4 separate regions of the Mus musculus genome follow, and all the other regions are linked to region 1. A link is a contact called in public Hi-C and promoter capture Hi-C data. All regions are on one chromosome and are shown on one strand. The core of a region is the stretch at or near the end of the contact, and the rest is flanking DNA. Distances in the headings are between cores, read along the strand shown. Region 1 holds the start of Gprasp1 (G protein-coupled receptor associated sorting protein 1). Region 2 holds the start of BC065397 (cDNA sequence BC065397). Region 3 holds the start of Zcchc18 (zinc finger, CCHC domain containing 18). Region 4 holds the start of Fam199x (family with sequence similarity 199, X-linked).

Region 1 (3,331 bases), core at 732-3,231:
TATATCAGGGTCCTTTCAGCAAAATCTTTCTGGCATATGCAATAGTGTCTGGGTTTGGTGGTTGTTTATGGGATGGATCCCTGGGTGGGGCAGTCTCTGGATGGTCTTTCCTTCCGTCTCAGCTTTGGAACTTGTCTCTGTAACTCCTTCCATGGGTATTTTGTTCCCTATTCTAAGGAGGAATAAAGTATCCACATGTTGGTCTTCTTTCTTCTTGATTTTCTTGTGTTTTGCAAATTGTATCTTGGATAGTCTAAGTTTCTGGGCTAATATCCACTTATCAATGAGTGCATATCATGTGTGTTCTTTTGTGATTAGGTTACCTTACTCAGGATGATGCCCTCCAGTCCATCCATTTGCCTAAGTTAATACCAGCCTTATTTATAATAGCCAGAAGCTGGAAAGAACCCAGATGTCCCTCTTTCTTTCTTTCTTTCTTTCTTTCTTTCTTTCTTCCTTCCTTCCTTCCTTCCTTTCTTTCTTCCTTCCTTTTTCTCTTTTCTTTCCTTCTCTCCTCTTCTCTTCTCTTCTCTTCTCTCTCCCTCTCTCTATCTCTCTCTCTTTAACTGTTTTTAGGGCCCTGGGCTGGCCCATCTGGAGGGACCACTACCACCTATTTTTTACAATTATGTTTTATTGAGCCTCCCACCAAAACTATTTTCATCTTGTGTCCTGGGTCATGAAGATGGTCTGTCTGGACTGACCATCACCACCTAGTATTGTTCCTTATAGGCTGGTTATTCCTTCCAAAAGTTAACCTCCTGCCTCATGACATTATCAGGTTTTCTGATAATGTAGACTGGGACTGAGGGGAAACCATGCACTTTTATTAAGGCAATTTCAAAATTACAAACATCCCTGAAACAGGAAAAATGTCTCTCATCATAATCTACTAATGTCATAGCTCAGCTTAGAGTTGAGGCATACAGGACTGATGGGCTGGGACATTTCTAAGTGGTATACATGTTAGAAACACTTTCTGATTCTAAGGCTTATTTTAATTAAATTTATGTTCAAATAGATAATACAAACATGAGGCCCAGCATTCAAGATGCAAGGACTTATATAGTCAGAGATTTAGGGGGCAAGAAACGTGAGGGAACAAGCCCGGAGAAATCCACAGAGCAGGGACTGGTGTTGGTCCACGGGTACAAAGATACTTTGGTATTATGTCTTGTCAGTAAGAAGATTCTTGTTTTCCCAGTGCCTAGATTAAATCCAAGCCACTGCACCTTATGGTAGTGAGGTCATCCTGGAGTAGAACTCGTCTGCACAGTTCTTTTTCTCCCTGTTTTTCCTCTATCCTTACTTCATGTTATCTAAAACTATTTCAAAACAAGAAACATGCCGGACAATAAGAGCAAAAGATTTCAAGGGGTGGCAACAGGAAACATAAAAAGGGAGATTGAAAAACAAAACAAAACAAAACAAAAACGGTCTGGCAGCAGAGCAGTTTTCCATAGGTTCTGCCGCTGCAGCAAGAATTTTATGCAAACAAGCCCTTACAGGTGCATCACTGGCGGATTTTGCTTGTAGAAGGAACAGTTTAGAATTTGTTGGAATAAATGAGAATTTTTATTTGTAATTTCAGCGTTGAGAACCGCCCCACCCCCAGCATCGTTTCTACCTTGAGCCCCTCCCCTACCTAACCAGCTCACTTCAGTGGGCGGTGGGTTTAGTGAGGAACGTGTAAAAACACTAGAATTCTTTGCTATCCTTCCGCCCGGTAAGGCGGCCGCTTTTTCTTCTGACGCCACAGCGTGAAAACCGCATGCATTTCGAAATGGAAAGACATGTCTAAGAAGGAAGCTAAAACCGACATTTGGTAATCGCCTGCTTGCGGGTGCTTGGCGCGGTTTTCCCTAGTTCGGGATCAGAACCTAAGTGTCGCAGTGTGCGCCACAGTAGTATCACTCCGCTTCCCTAAGCCGGAACTCCTTAAATAACTCTAGCTCCTCCCTCTGCGGGCCTCCGTAATGACGTAGCCGCGCCTAGTGCGTCCCGGCGGATGTAGGTAGCTATGTAGTCGCTTCGTGAGGGACCGGAGAGAGGAGTGGGTACCGAAAGGTGACAGTAATTTGCTAGTCATGGCCCTTCATCTTGTCCTACATCCCAAGCTCCCGGCAAGCCCCTAAATTACAGTCGCCGCCATTGCCTCTGCTCCCTGCGGCGGACTGCCGACGGCGTTTGCCTGCCTCCTTTCTGTGTGGGAAGGCGCCGCCGGAGAGAACGCACCTAAGAAAACTGCCTTGGATTCAAGCAGAACAGGTCAGTAAGAAGGAGGGCATTGCTTGGGGTTGTGGTTGCGGGTTCCATGATTGGTGCGGGATTGGTGACCTGATTTTAGGGGGCGAGTGTTGGGAAGACAGACTAGGGAGGATGAGAAAAAGCTATCTACGTTTCCAGAAACTCGCTTCATCACGTTTGGGAAGGGAGATGGATGCAATGGCATCATCTACTGGGGAGATGGCGTACTTGTCAGAGAAAGGACTACCACCACTGATGAACGCAGTTGTCTGAGGAGCCTTGAGAATCAGGAAGGAGATACACAAAGGGGTTATAGATGTGGGAACATTAAATCTTGTGTTGGGTGTATTCGAAGATTGCACATTCTTATCTGACCATTAATTAACCATATCTTACTCAGTGCGATTTCATTTGATTTGGGGCTATCACACATTCATTTGTGTGGATAGATTTTGTGCCAAGTTTGCATTTCTCCACGTTTCAGGGCGGCAGATCAAAAGGGGAGGGGAGAAGATAAACAAAACTGACCTGATTTCTGTACTGTGGGAGAAAGCTGCAAGACTAGGTAGGGTTCTAGAATAATTTCTACATCTCCTCTTTTCCAGCCTTCCAGAAATGCCCTCCGCGTTACCCCAACTATGTTGCAGAATGTGATAGGTTTGTGTGGGTGGGTGGGGGATAATCATAAGAATGTGTAAGAAAATTGAAAATGATACTTTTCATTATTTCCCCAGCTTCCTGTTATTGTCAGGCGTTTCATCCCTACTGCTACCAGTACGACCAACTGTGCAGAGATGATTTAGTTGTCCCTTCATGGAAATGATCAGGCTTTAAGAATATAGCAGAGGAACGTGGAGATTTGGGGGTGTCATGGGGGGATGACAAAAAGAAAGGGAATCAGAGAATTCTTTACCAAACAAGTATCTGTATCCAGCAAGCATTTATTCCGTAATTACTGTTTCCTAAATTATACTCAGTAGTGCTGTTCTCATGTTTGTGGATTTCCATTGATAGACACATCCGGAGGGTTGTATAACTTGGCTGTTGTGAATGTTTGTAAAATAACTGAATGTGAAGCTAGGAG
Region 2 (3,391 bases), core at 178-2,677, 1.0 Mb after region 1:
ATGGCGATGGTTCTTTTAGGATCTTAGCCCGCCCTCCAAGTGCGCTCCAGCCGTTGGGTCAGAAGTCTATAGGGCAGCGCGTTCACGTGGCCCGTCTTCACGACCCAGAGTTCCCCTGACCGTGGGTTTTTTTTTTCCCCCCCTCGCGCTCGCCTTCTCTCCTGCAGGGAGGCATTATGGGTTTGTGGGTCCGCTCCCCTCCCCCGCCCCCGCCCCGCTGGGAAAGGAAGTGCCGACGTGGCTGGCGGAAACAGGCTAGGCGGAAATGAGCTAAGGTTCCCGCGAGTGGGAAGAGCGAGGGCAGACCCGGGGCCACGCCCCCGAGCCTGTTGCGCAACTCGCGGACCTGGGGAGAGAGGAAAAAAAAACACCAACGCCCCCCCAAAAAAACCAAAGGCAAAGGAATGGTGAAGGTTTTGAGGTGTGAGGCGTGTGAGGGTGGTGAGTGCCACTGGGCGGATGCCTGGATGCTTTGGAGAAACGGGGTGTCTGCGCGCACGCGGGCGCAGGCAGGCTCGCGTGGCTGTGGAGTGTGGGTGTGGGCGCACAGCCGCCCTCGTGGCGCTGGCGATGATGGGTGTGCGCAGGCGTGCTGCCCTGGTGGGGACGGGAGGGGCCGTGTGTGAGTGTGTGTGTGTGTGTGTGTGTGTGTGTGTGTGCGCGCGCGCGCGTGAGCGTAGGCGAGGTCCCTCATTTTGGTGGATTTTTCTGCCTTTTTTATGTTTGCAAACTGCATTAATAAAACTGAGAATAACTAGGACAGTGCTAGTATCTAAAGGAAAGGGCTTCTGTAAGAAAAGGCCTGCCGATTTAATCAAATTCCTTTCTTTTCTTTGCCTTTTTTCGTTTTTTTGTTTGTTTTTGAGGCCTGTTGTAACTAGGTAGCCCTGGCTGGCCTGGAACTCGGAGATCCACCTGTCCCTTCACGGCCTTCGAGCGCTGGGATTAAAAGCATGCGCCACTCCACCCAGTCCGATTTAATTTTAGACCCTAGAGATGATCATTATTCCCACATTATAGTCCACCAAAATAAACTTCTTCCATGGTTAAGATTCAGAACTATATTAGTAACGTAAAAGGGCGTTTCTTTCAAGTTTCCAGTTGTACACCCCCTCCTCTCTGTCCCCAAGGCCTCCCCTTTGCCCTTCACCAAATTTACTGCGAATCTCCCTTATGCCCCCTCACCAGGTTTATCGCTAAATTGGCACACAAAATTTTAATGAAAACATAGGCAACTAAATTCCCCAGTGATAGAGACAACTCCAGTTTCCTGTGGGTGGTGAGCCTCACCTACCTTTTTTCCTAATCTCCAAGCGGAGTGATCAAATACACATTCGGCCAATTTTCCAGAAAGTTCACTGGCTGAGCAGTAAACCTCTTGAATCTGCCGCTAGATGTCACCAAATCCCAGCCAAAGGAGTTACTGCTTGGTTCCCAGGGATTGTGAGATTGATTTTTTTGCTCCACCCACTTCTTATTTTATGGGCTCCCTAATCTCTGGCTGACTCATATATATATCTTAAATTCCTAAAGATGAATAAGATCAAGTTCTGTGAAGTAACAGTACTAGGCAAGGAATTATATATCCGAAAATTCTGGTTAATTTCCTTAAGCAAAAAAAAAAAAAAAAAAAAAAGTCACCTGTTCTGGCACATCTTTTGTTTTTTCTCAGGATTGATAAATGGGCCTAAATTCTGATGCTAAAACCCTTCGTGAGCTGTGGCGCAGCCGCAGTATCAGCGCTTGGGAGGAAGAAGGGCCGCAAATTAAAGGCCAGCTTAGATTACATATTGAGGCCCCGTCACTACATAAATAAACCAATGAAAGAATATTCTTTTTGCTCACTTTTTTCCCCTCTTGAAATTTTTATCAGGTACGTGTGTTGGCCCCTCAGGTTTATGTAGTGGTTCTGTGCTGTCCGGAGTGAGAAGGTAGGTACTTAATATACCAAAAGTTATATTTTATCACGGTGAGAGTCATCACACAGTTAAAACTCTTAGTTCCTAACTACAGTTTTAAGCCTGTTCCCCCCTGAGGGAGCTCACCTGTGTGACGGACCTTACCTGAAGATCAGGCCTAGTCTCCGATGCAGGCGCCTAGGGAGACTCTCCAGCCACAAGGGCGGCTCAAGGTGTCTCTCCAGGTGTGCAGCGAAAGACCGATGCTTTCTATCTCCCTCCTTATATACTCACAGTCCAGCGGGCGTCATGGGATTCTTGTCCCGTGTCTGGTTATCTTAGCGACTGATGTCATTGGGGGCTGGTTATCAGGTACAGCCTTGGGGGTAGTGGAGTTCCTGACTAAGCTGTTTTTCGAAGACAAAGGGCATTTTCTCCCCTACTATTCTCGTTACAATTCCGAAAAAAAAAAAAACGTGGTTGTGTCTTTTAAAGTCGATAGTAAGTAGGAAAGCATTTCACTTAGGTTTCACAGCGCATAATGATGTCGCCTTGAGGGTTTTTTTTTTTCTCGATGTACCTGTGTGACCTGTGCATTTCGCGGCTAAAGTTCACCTTCATTTAGGTCTTTTCCCTCTGTTGCGGTTCACCCTATTTTCTATGGAAGGATCTCACTGAACTCAGAGTTTACTACATGGGCTATACTGGCTTGTCAGTGAGCTCCCAGGATCTGCCCATTTCTACCAACAGTCCCCCTTAAAATACGGGGGTTATAGATAGGTGCCCCATGTTCGGCTTTTATATACGTGCTGGGGAACTGAACTTAGGCCCTCATGCTTGAGCAGCAGACCCCCTACATCTCCCGAGTCAGACCATCAATTTTTAATATTTTCTCTATTTCAGATGTTGTTTTAAATCCTTCCCATAGGTATTTCTTTTTTCTTAACAAAATTCTACTACACTATAATCAGCCAAAAAAAAATAGGTTTTAGTTACTAATTATATGTATTTGTACACACGGGTGAAGGATTTTTAATTTTTTTAAATTTTACTGTTTTTAATTAGGCATACATCTACATGTGTGTATGTGACATGTGTTCAGAAGTCAGAGGCACTGGGTCCTCCGGAGCTGGAATTCCTGGCTGTTCTGAGACACCTGACATGGATGCTGGGAACCTAACTTGGGTCCTCTGGTAGAGCCGTCTCTCCAGCCACAACAGTGAAAGGTTGTCTTAAAGCAGTTCTCCAACTCAGACAAATCAGAAGCATCAGTAAAACCCAGTAAGTTATCAGAATATGAGATTCGTAGGCTCTACTTTACGGCTCATAAATCAAAGGCTTTCCGGGTGGGGCTTGGCAATCCACGCCAGTACAGATTGTTCTAGTGAATCCATGCACTCGAAAATTTGAGAACCACTGCTTTGGGCGGGGCGGGTGGGGGAGGGGAGCTAAAATGCAATACTTTTTTTTGTACACCACTAGAGGGTGCCATA
Region 3 (3,478 bases), core at 939-3,438, 1.3 Mb after region 1:
CTGCCAGGTGAACTGCCTGTCTCCTATGTGCCTCCAATGCTTTCTACTTTACCCCCCTTCCACTGTTCCACCCCCAAAAGAAAGACATCAATAGAGAAGGTGCATCCTTCCAAATTTGGATTGCTTATAAGATTCTAATCACTACCGTTGTAAATAAGAAGGCAGGCAGGAATAAGTGAACTACCTTAGCAGGTTGAAGTCAAAGCCAATGGCAATTGCAGGGTTTCAAATGGTTCCCATGCTTCCAGGCATCAAGAGTCCAGTGTAAGCCCTCCAGGGGCCTCCTAGCCACCATCTACATGGGAGAAGTGTAACCTGCTGTCTAAGAACCAGAAGCAGGAAAAAATGGAGTAGGTTTTCTAGCCTCTGGCTTCACAGCCCATTCGCTTTGGACAGCCTTGCATGCTGTTTCCATGGAGTTGCTCCTTCCTGGGGCTAGTGATGCCAAATCCAGCAAAGGAGAAGTCCCCTGAAGAGCTCACAGAAGGGCAACCTAGCAACCTAGCAACCTAGCCTAGCCAGGAAATAAAAGAGCTATATCAGCGGCAGAGAGCTGTGGTGTGGGGGTTAGGTCAAATGGTGTTTTGTTTCTCACACTTTGTCCTCAAGCAGGTGTTGAAAGAGGAAGATATTATGAAGATTGTAGGGCAGTGAATGGTTCTTAACTGTTTGGAGGCCACAGGCCCATCTGAAAATGTATAGAGCTATGGCATCAGAAAAAAAAAAAGTGGTCAAATTCTTTGCACGCAGTTTCAAAAAGGACTTGAAGTAGCAACTTCTGCTCTGGGATTAAGTTTCATGACAAATAGGCTACGGACAGACAATTGAGTGACAGCCCCATTTACTGATAGCCTTCGGCGTGGTGTGGTGTTTAGAACACTGGTTCACAGCTTTTTTTTATAACCCAGAATCAATTATAGCAACAGGTAAAATGCAAATGACATTGCTCATCCCCAATCTGAAGCAAAGCCAAATCTCCAGAGCTGGAGCCCAAGGAACGTGATTTCCAACAAGCCCTCAGCAATGATTGCGTGGTAGCTTGCTGGGTGCCCATACTTTAGTTTGTAGCACGAATTCTAGATTGAGAGCTCTGGCTTCTTCGCAATTTTAGGCAAGTCATCTCTAAGTCCGATTTCCTTTGGGGGGGGGGGGTCATACAGAAATGCTGCTATTTTTATAAACAGGTGGTTTGTTTTCGTGTAAAATCGGGAGCAGAAACGTGTCTCAGTTTCCTCCTTGGTAGAATGCATATCATAAAGGATTCCATTCTCTTCTTTCCCATCTCTTCCCCACTCCTCTCATCAACACAACCATTTTATGAGCAAAGCTGCTGAGATAGTTTGTGGCTATGTATGGACGAGTGAAAATGCTCTCTCTGGGTAGCCCAGCACAGGGCAGTGTTGGCATCGACACAGAGGAAAGCGCTGGCATCAACAGAACAGCTGACCGAGGTGCAAAATCGGACGTTATTAGCTGCTTTGCTGCGATACAGGACAGGAAGCCTAAGCTCCTGGTGGCTCAGTTTTCTCATCTGTGAGTTGATACCAGTTTTTGGTCATTATTTTTATGTAGCCCTATACTGGTCCTTTCATCCTCATTTTGGCTTCTCTCCACTAAGCCTTAATCTGACACTAGAAAGGGGGTGTTTAAAGGGTGTAACCCTTGAGGCTAGATGCCAGGGCTGGGGTGAGAACTGTTAATTCTGTGCTTCCTACCCATACTGCCTAGGTGCTTACATCCTCCTCTCTGTTAAATGGGTGCACTGCTACGTTTTAGCGCAAGACTGATGAGAAGAATACGTGAGATGTCCGTGCACGCGCACAGGACACACGGAAAGAGCTCAGCAAATGCTATCCCCTTCCCCCCTATACAAAGGTGAAGAACTCTCATTGTTCACTTGGTTTCGGTCCCACCTCGTGTTTAAGGCATCTGGTCGCAAAGCATCGGAGGGGAGCCAAAGCAGAAGGCGATAGGAAGAAGGGAAGAGAGGGGAAGCTGCAAACTCACGAATGAAATGTAAATGGGCCAGGTCCGTGAGTCCAAGCTGCACTTGACGCCGCGCCCGCTCCCGCGCCAGTCTGCCGCAGCCCCCTCTAGCAGGTTCCCCCCTCTGGCAGGCATTAGCATCCTGGCCCAGGCTTTGCAGGGAGGCCGCCCCTGCGAACAGCTGATTGGCCACGCCACTACCTTCGTCACTCTCTTTTGTCTCAATGGGCAGAGACTAAAAGCCGCCGCTGCTGCTCTGCAGGCTGAAATTGAGGGCGGGGGCAGCTATAGCTGCCTTGGAAACCGCGGCTGCGACTCTGCTACCCCTGGCTGGGCGACCCTGCAGAGAGCCTAACCCAGACAGCTCTGAGGCTGAGGCGCCATCCTTTCCTCTGCAAGGCCTACGAGGTGAGACAGCTCTTCGCAGCAGACCCTGAGCATCCTCTGCTCATCTACGAAGGTAAAGGGAGGTGCAACTGCATAATGCGGAGATGGGAGGATGAAACCTTAATATTTTGAGCTTCCGAATTGGCAGCTTCGAGGCAAGGAAGTGAACACCCTAGTGGTTGGGCTATATGGTGGTATGAGGTGAGTTTCCTACCTAGGATTTGCCTAGATTGGAGAGGGGACTTTTTTTCTTCCAGAAAGGTAGCAAAAGACAATGAGAATGATTCACAATCCGTTTGTCCTTTCTCTCATCTCTTCGGGAATAGAAATACGGAGGTGGGAGGGTATTGCAATTTCTCTTCTTTTTCTCCATAGCAGCTCATCAAAGCCGATTTCAAACGTGAATTCTGTGTGACTGATTGCAGAGCTGGTAGGCCGCTGTTTTCCCCGGGTGAAATGGATTGGGGGAGGGGTGGTCCCCATTGGCTTTTATTCTGAAGGTAGGGTTTTTCCTCCTGGCGACAATGGCGCCTGTGAAGAAATGATGAGACTGCTGACGTCTCAGACCCTTCTCCTCCCTTCCTTTTGCTGTGGCGCAGTTTAGACTAGAGGCCCAGGGCACCTGGATCGGAGAGCCTGCGGTCAGAGATCAATCCTACCCGGACAAGAGCTATTGCGGAAAGCACCTGTTGCAGAGAGTAGGCTTGAAATAAAGGTGGAAGCCAGTTTCTGAGCTCTGGTAAGAATCCTAGAAAAGGGGGAGGGGGCAGAGGGCGGGAGGGGGCAGAGGGCGGGGGGGGGGAGGAACTTGCTACCTAATAGATTTAAGGCCTTACTTATTAACATAATTCTGTAAGGTTTACTCTACTGCCCTTTATTTGAGAGCCTAGTAGGGGCTCCAAAGGTTGTTGTAGCTAGAATTCCAAGCAACAGTTGTTGCCTCTCCTAGAGAACAGGCAGTGGGGTGGGTGGGGCGCAGTAGAGAGGGAGGAGATGTGACTGACAAAGGCCCCACTAGCACACAAAAATTATTGCTCCTCAAGGTTGGGAAATGGCAGTTTCCTGCTGAGTAGTTTTAGGGCAGTGGGCAAATATTCAAGATGGT
Region 4 (3,187 bases), core at 30-2,529, 1.3 Mb after region 1:
TATCTAAATACCTGCATCTACAATGGAGAGGTGGCTATCTCTATCTCTAGAATCCACATCCTTAGACAAAATCATGTTGGTGGGAGTGGGGGAAATCCTCATGAGAGAAAGGGCTGAGTGTGTAGCTATGTGGTTGAACAGTCCTACAGGCATGCCCAAGGGCCTAGGTTCAAGTCCCATCATACCCATGTATTTTAAAATGCAGATTTTTGTTATTCTTCAAACAAATTACCATAACTTTTCATAGCATTTATGCACCCTAGAGATGATTTAAAGTATTTTGAAGAATGTGTGTAGGTTATATGTAAGTTATATATTTATATATTTTATATAAGGAATTTGGGATCCTTCACTCAAGATCAATCAGAATTATTCCAGAGATTTTTCCCAGGCTTTTAAAAAAGCTGAATATTAAAACAAAACCAGGCCTCCAAGATTTAAAATCGCTTGTCTAGAACACAGAAGTGAAGTGCCAGGAGCAAAGAGCACCATGTGATACCTCGTAAGTTGATTTAAGTCAAACAAGTTAAGCTCCATAATATCGACGGAAGCAGGGTTGCAGGACCTAACAGCGGTAGTGCCTAAGTCTCCTTTGGGAGATAGGGAAGGCTTCACCAAGAAGCTAGCGCTTGAGCTGGGGATTTAAGGATTAGCAGAGGAGAATGGCAGGACATTCCAAACACTACGAGGGAAAGAAAGCTCAGAACACAAAAGAACATTACAGTCCCAGCATCTCTGAGCAGCCTAGCCGCTTTATCAGGGTTTTTGAAGCGAGGCCACTTACAAGTGAGGCGGCATTTTTTTTCTCCTTCCTCACTCTATGGTCCATTTCTCTTACAGCTCATTGCTTTGGCTGGGCACACCTACTGCAGGAGCCCAGTACAAGTAGAATCGAGACAGGGTGGTCCCACGTGTTCAAGGGCACCTGGGACTCGTTTTTCATATATTCCCTCAGTATGACCTTGGCTAAGTCCCTAGTCCTAAGGGCTACTGTTGCTGTTTGGCCGTGGAGTGCGAGTGGGAAGCACGAGGAGAAAGAGGAGGAGGAGGAGGAGGGGCGAGGGGGGCGGGCTTGGCTGAGATGTGGGCCCTTCAAGCATCCCAGAATTGGGGACCGCGTAGAGCACCGGGCCGGTTGGGTCGCCCTGGGCTTAAGACACTGACATTCAGTTCCTCCTCCACTCCGGCAGGGGGCAAGGGCAGCGGCTCCGGGTAGCCCAGGAGCTGGCAGCGGCCACGGGGCGGACCGAAGCCGCAGCGGGCAGCGAGCAGCGAGCGCAGTGGGCGGGGCGGCCGGGCCGGGCGGCGGCGCCGCAGTGACTCGTCGGGCTTGGCGGCGGTGGCGGCGGCTTCTGAGGTTTCAGAGGAGCGGACTGTGTGGCCGGTGGGCTGCTGCGGCCTCGCAGCAACCTTTGTGCAGAGCCCTCCCCTCCTCGGGCGGCTGCGGTGGGCACACTCGGGGGCGGAGGCCACCGCGGCCAGGTTAGCGTGGGGGAAGGGGCGAGTGCCAGAGTAGCCCATCTGCAGCCAGTGAGACCAAGCCGGCCCATCTCCCACCATGTCCGACGAGGCGTCGGCCACCACTTCCTATGAGAAGTTTTTAACCCCAGAGGAGCCCTTCCCTTTCCTAGGAGCTCCTCGCGGGGTGGGCACCTGCCCCAGCGAGGAACCTGGCTGCCTGGACATCAGCGACTTCGGCTGCCAGCTCTCCTCCTGCCATCGCACGGATCCGCTCCACCGGTTTCACACCAACAGGTAAAGGAGCTCTTCCCAGAACAGGGGTGGACTTCCCACTGCCAGGCGGGGCAAGAGGACGCCAGGTTGCACTCCTGCAGGGTTCCTCCTGGTCCCTCGTGCAAGCCTGAGCTGCGGGCTGCCCCCTCCCCCATCTTCCTTTGACCAAGGCTCTTCCCAGCTCCTCCCTGTTTTCACCCACTGCCCCCTGATTTTTCTGAAGACCAGCTTCCCTGCACCTTCTTTCTTCTCCCCCTTTCCTTTTTGCACTCTAGTAATTCTTCCCATCCAGATCTTCCCCTTTTACCTCTTCGTGACCCCCGCCCCCATCCATACGCAGAGACTCCTAAACCCCAACTCTTGATTTTTAGATTCATCTGCAAAAGTTTAACCCCTTTCGTTTCCGGTACACTACAGAGTAAATTTGAGAGAGCCAAATCGATCAGTGGATCTTATGAAAGCACCTTTCAAGCTCGAGCCTCCTCTTTCTCAATTTTAACCTCACCCTAAACCAAATTGTACCGGGAAATTAGTCTTTTTTTTTCCCCATTGTTGCTTTGAGACCAGTATTTCTCATAGGTTAGACCATCAGCAAAACTGCTTATGCCTGGAAGATGACCTTGGACTCCTGGTCCTCAAACCTGCCTCCCAAGTGCTGGGATTACAGACATTTGTGATGTCCAACTAAGCTTAGTGTGTTTTAATCAGTTCAAATTTATATTTTTTTCAGTACTATGGCTTGAAACCTGAACCTCATGCGTGCTAGATAAGCTTTCTACCAACTGAGCTATATGCTTGCCCTATAAACTAGTCATTTCCCCCTTCCTTACTTCCTTACTTCCATTGCCTTACTTCTGTTGGGTATCCCCAAAGGTAAACTCTGGAAGAGTCCTATAGCATACCACCCGCCTTGCATCCCTGATGAGGGAAGTAGAGCAAGTTTAGGGTGGGCTGATTTATACAAATAATTTCTTAAAGGTGTTCATGTAAATTATTTTATCAGAAGGCAGTGTTTTGGAGAATTCTCTCATGCAAGCATTTAAATGTTATACCTAACATTGGTGATGCGACAGGGCTTTTCAATATAGGCTCAACTTTTAAAAATAATTTACTTTCAATTGTGTGCAAATCAAGAGTGGGCATGGGCATGAGACTGCAGGTGTGTATGGAGGCCAAAGACAGCAGAACTTGAGTTACAGGTGGCGGGGAACAGGCTGAATGTGATGCTGGGAACAGAATTTGGGTCAACTGCAAGACATCATATGCTCTTAACCATGGTGCCACATTTCTAACCTCTTATACACGCACGCACACGCACACACACACACACACACACACACACACACAGAGGTAGAATATGGATAAGAGGGGAGGGAAAGGGTCCCTCTAAGGATAATAGAAAGAAGGAATCCAGTTCTGGTTTCTGACCCAAGTTTGCTATGTGAGTTTGATC

The links. Promoter capture Hi-C pulls out the DNA fragments that hold promoters and counts their contacts. A called contact is a pair of places that touch in the nucleus more often than the background predicts.
Region 2: a contact with region 1 is called in a Hi-C map of CD8 T cells, with 6 times the contacts expected there. The contact joins the promoter of BC065397 here to the promoter of Gprasp1 in region 1. A contact is called at or near these places in 3 of 39 promoter capture datasets (the C10 cell line, erythroid cells and liver) and 2 of 484 Hi-C or Micro-C datasets (CD8 T cells and uterus).
Region 3: a promoter capture Hi-C map of pre-B cells shows a contact between it and region 1, with 5 times the contacts expected there. The contact joins the promoter of Zcchc18 here to the promoter of Gprasp1 in region 1.
Region 4: a promoter capture Hi-C map of erythroid cells shows a contact between it and region 1, with 5 times the contacts expected there. The contact joins the promoter of Fam199x here to the promoter of Gprasp1 in region 1. A contact is called at or near these places in 4 of 39 promoter capture datasets (cranial neural crest, erythroid cells, liver and 1 more).

Annotation. Positions count from the first base shown.
Region 1 is chrX:135,740,711-135,744,041 of GRCm38.p6, forward strand. Gprasp1 (G protein-coupled receptor associated sorting protein 1) reads left to right here and starts at 1,982. Exons shown (of 11, transcript NM_026081.5): 1 at 1,982-2,268. Armcx5 (armadillo repeat containing, X-linked 5) reads left to right here and starts at 1,982. Exons shown (of 4, transcript NM_001009575.5): 1 at 1,982-2,268; 2 at 2,853-2,904.
Region 2 is chrX:136,741,530-136,744,920 of GRCm38.p6, forward strand. It overlaps BC065397 (cDNA sequence BC065397), which reads left to right and starts at 1,428. Exons shown (of 10, transcript NR_033324.1): 1 at 1,428-3,179. It also overlaps a transcript of Morf4l2 not described here.
Region 3 is chrX:136,990,959-136,994,436 of GRCm38.p6, forward strand. It overlaps Zcchc18 (zinc finger, CCHC domain containing 18), which reads left to right and starts at 2,189. Exons shown (of 4, transcript NM_025893.3): 1 at 2,189-2,394; 2 at 2,749-2,803; 3 at 2,973-3,112. The region is part of intron 6 of Slc25a53 (solute carrier family 25, member 53); the gene reads right to left.
Region 4 is chrX:137,048,315-137,051,501 of GRCm38.p6, forward strand. It overlaps Fam199x (family with sequence similarity 199, X-linked), which reads left to right and starts at 1,280. Exons shown (of 6, transcript NM_146261.2): 1 at 1,280-1,755. The coding sequence starts at 1,559.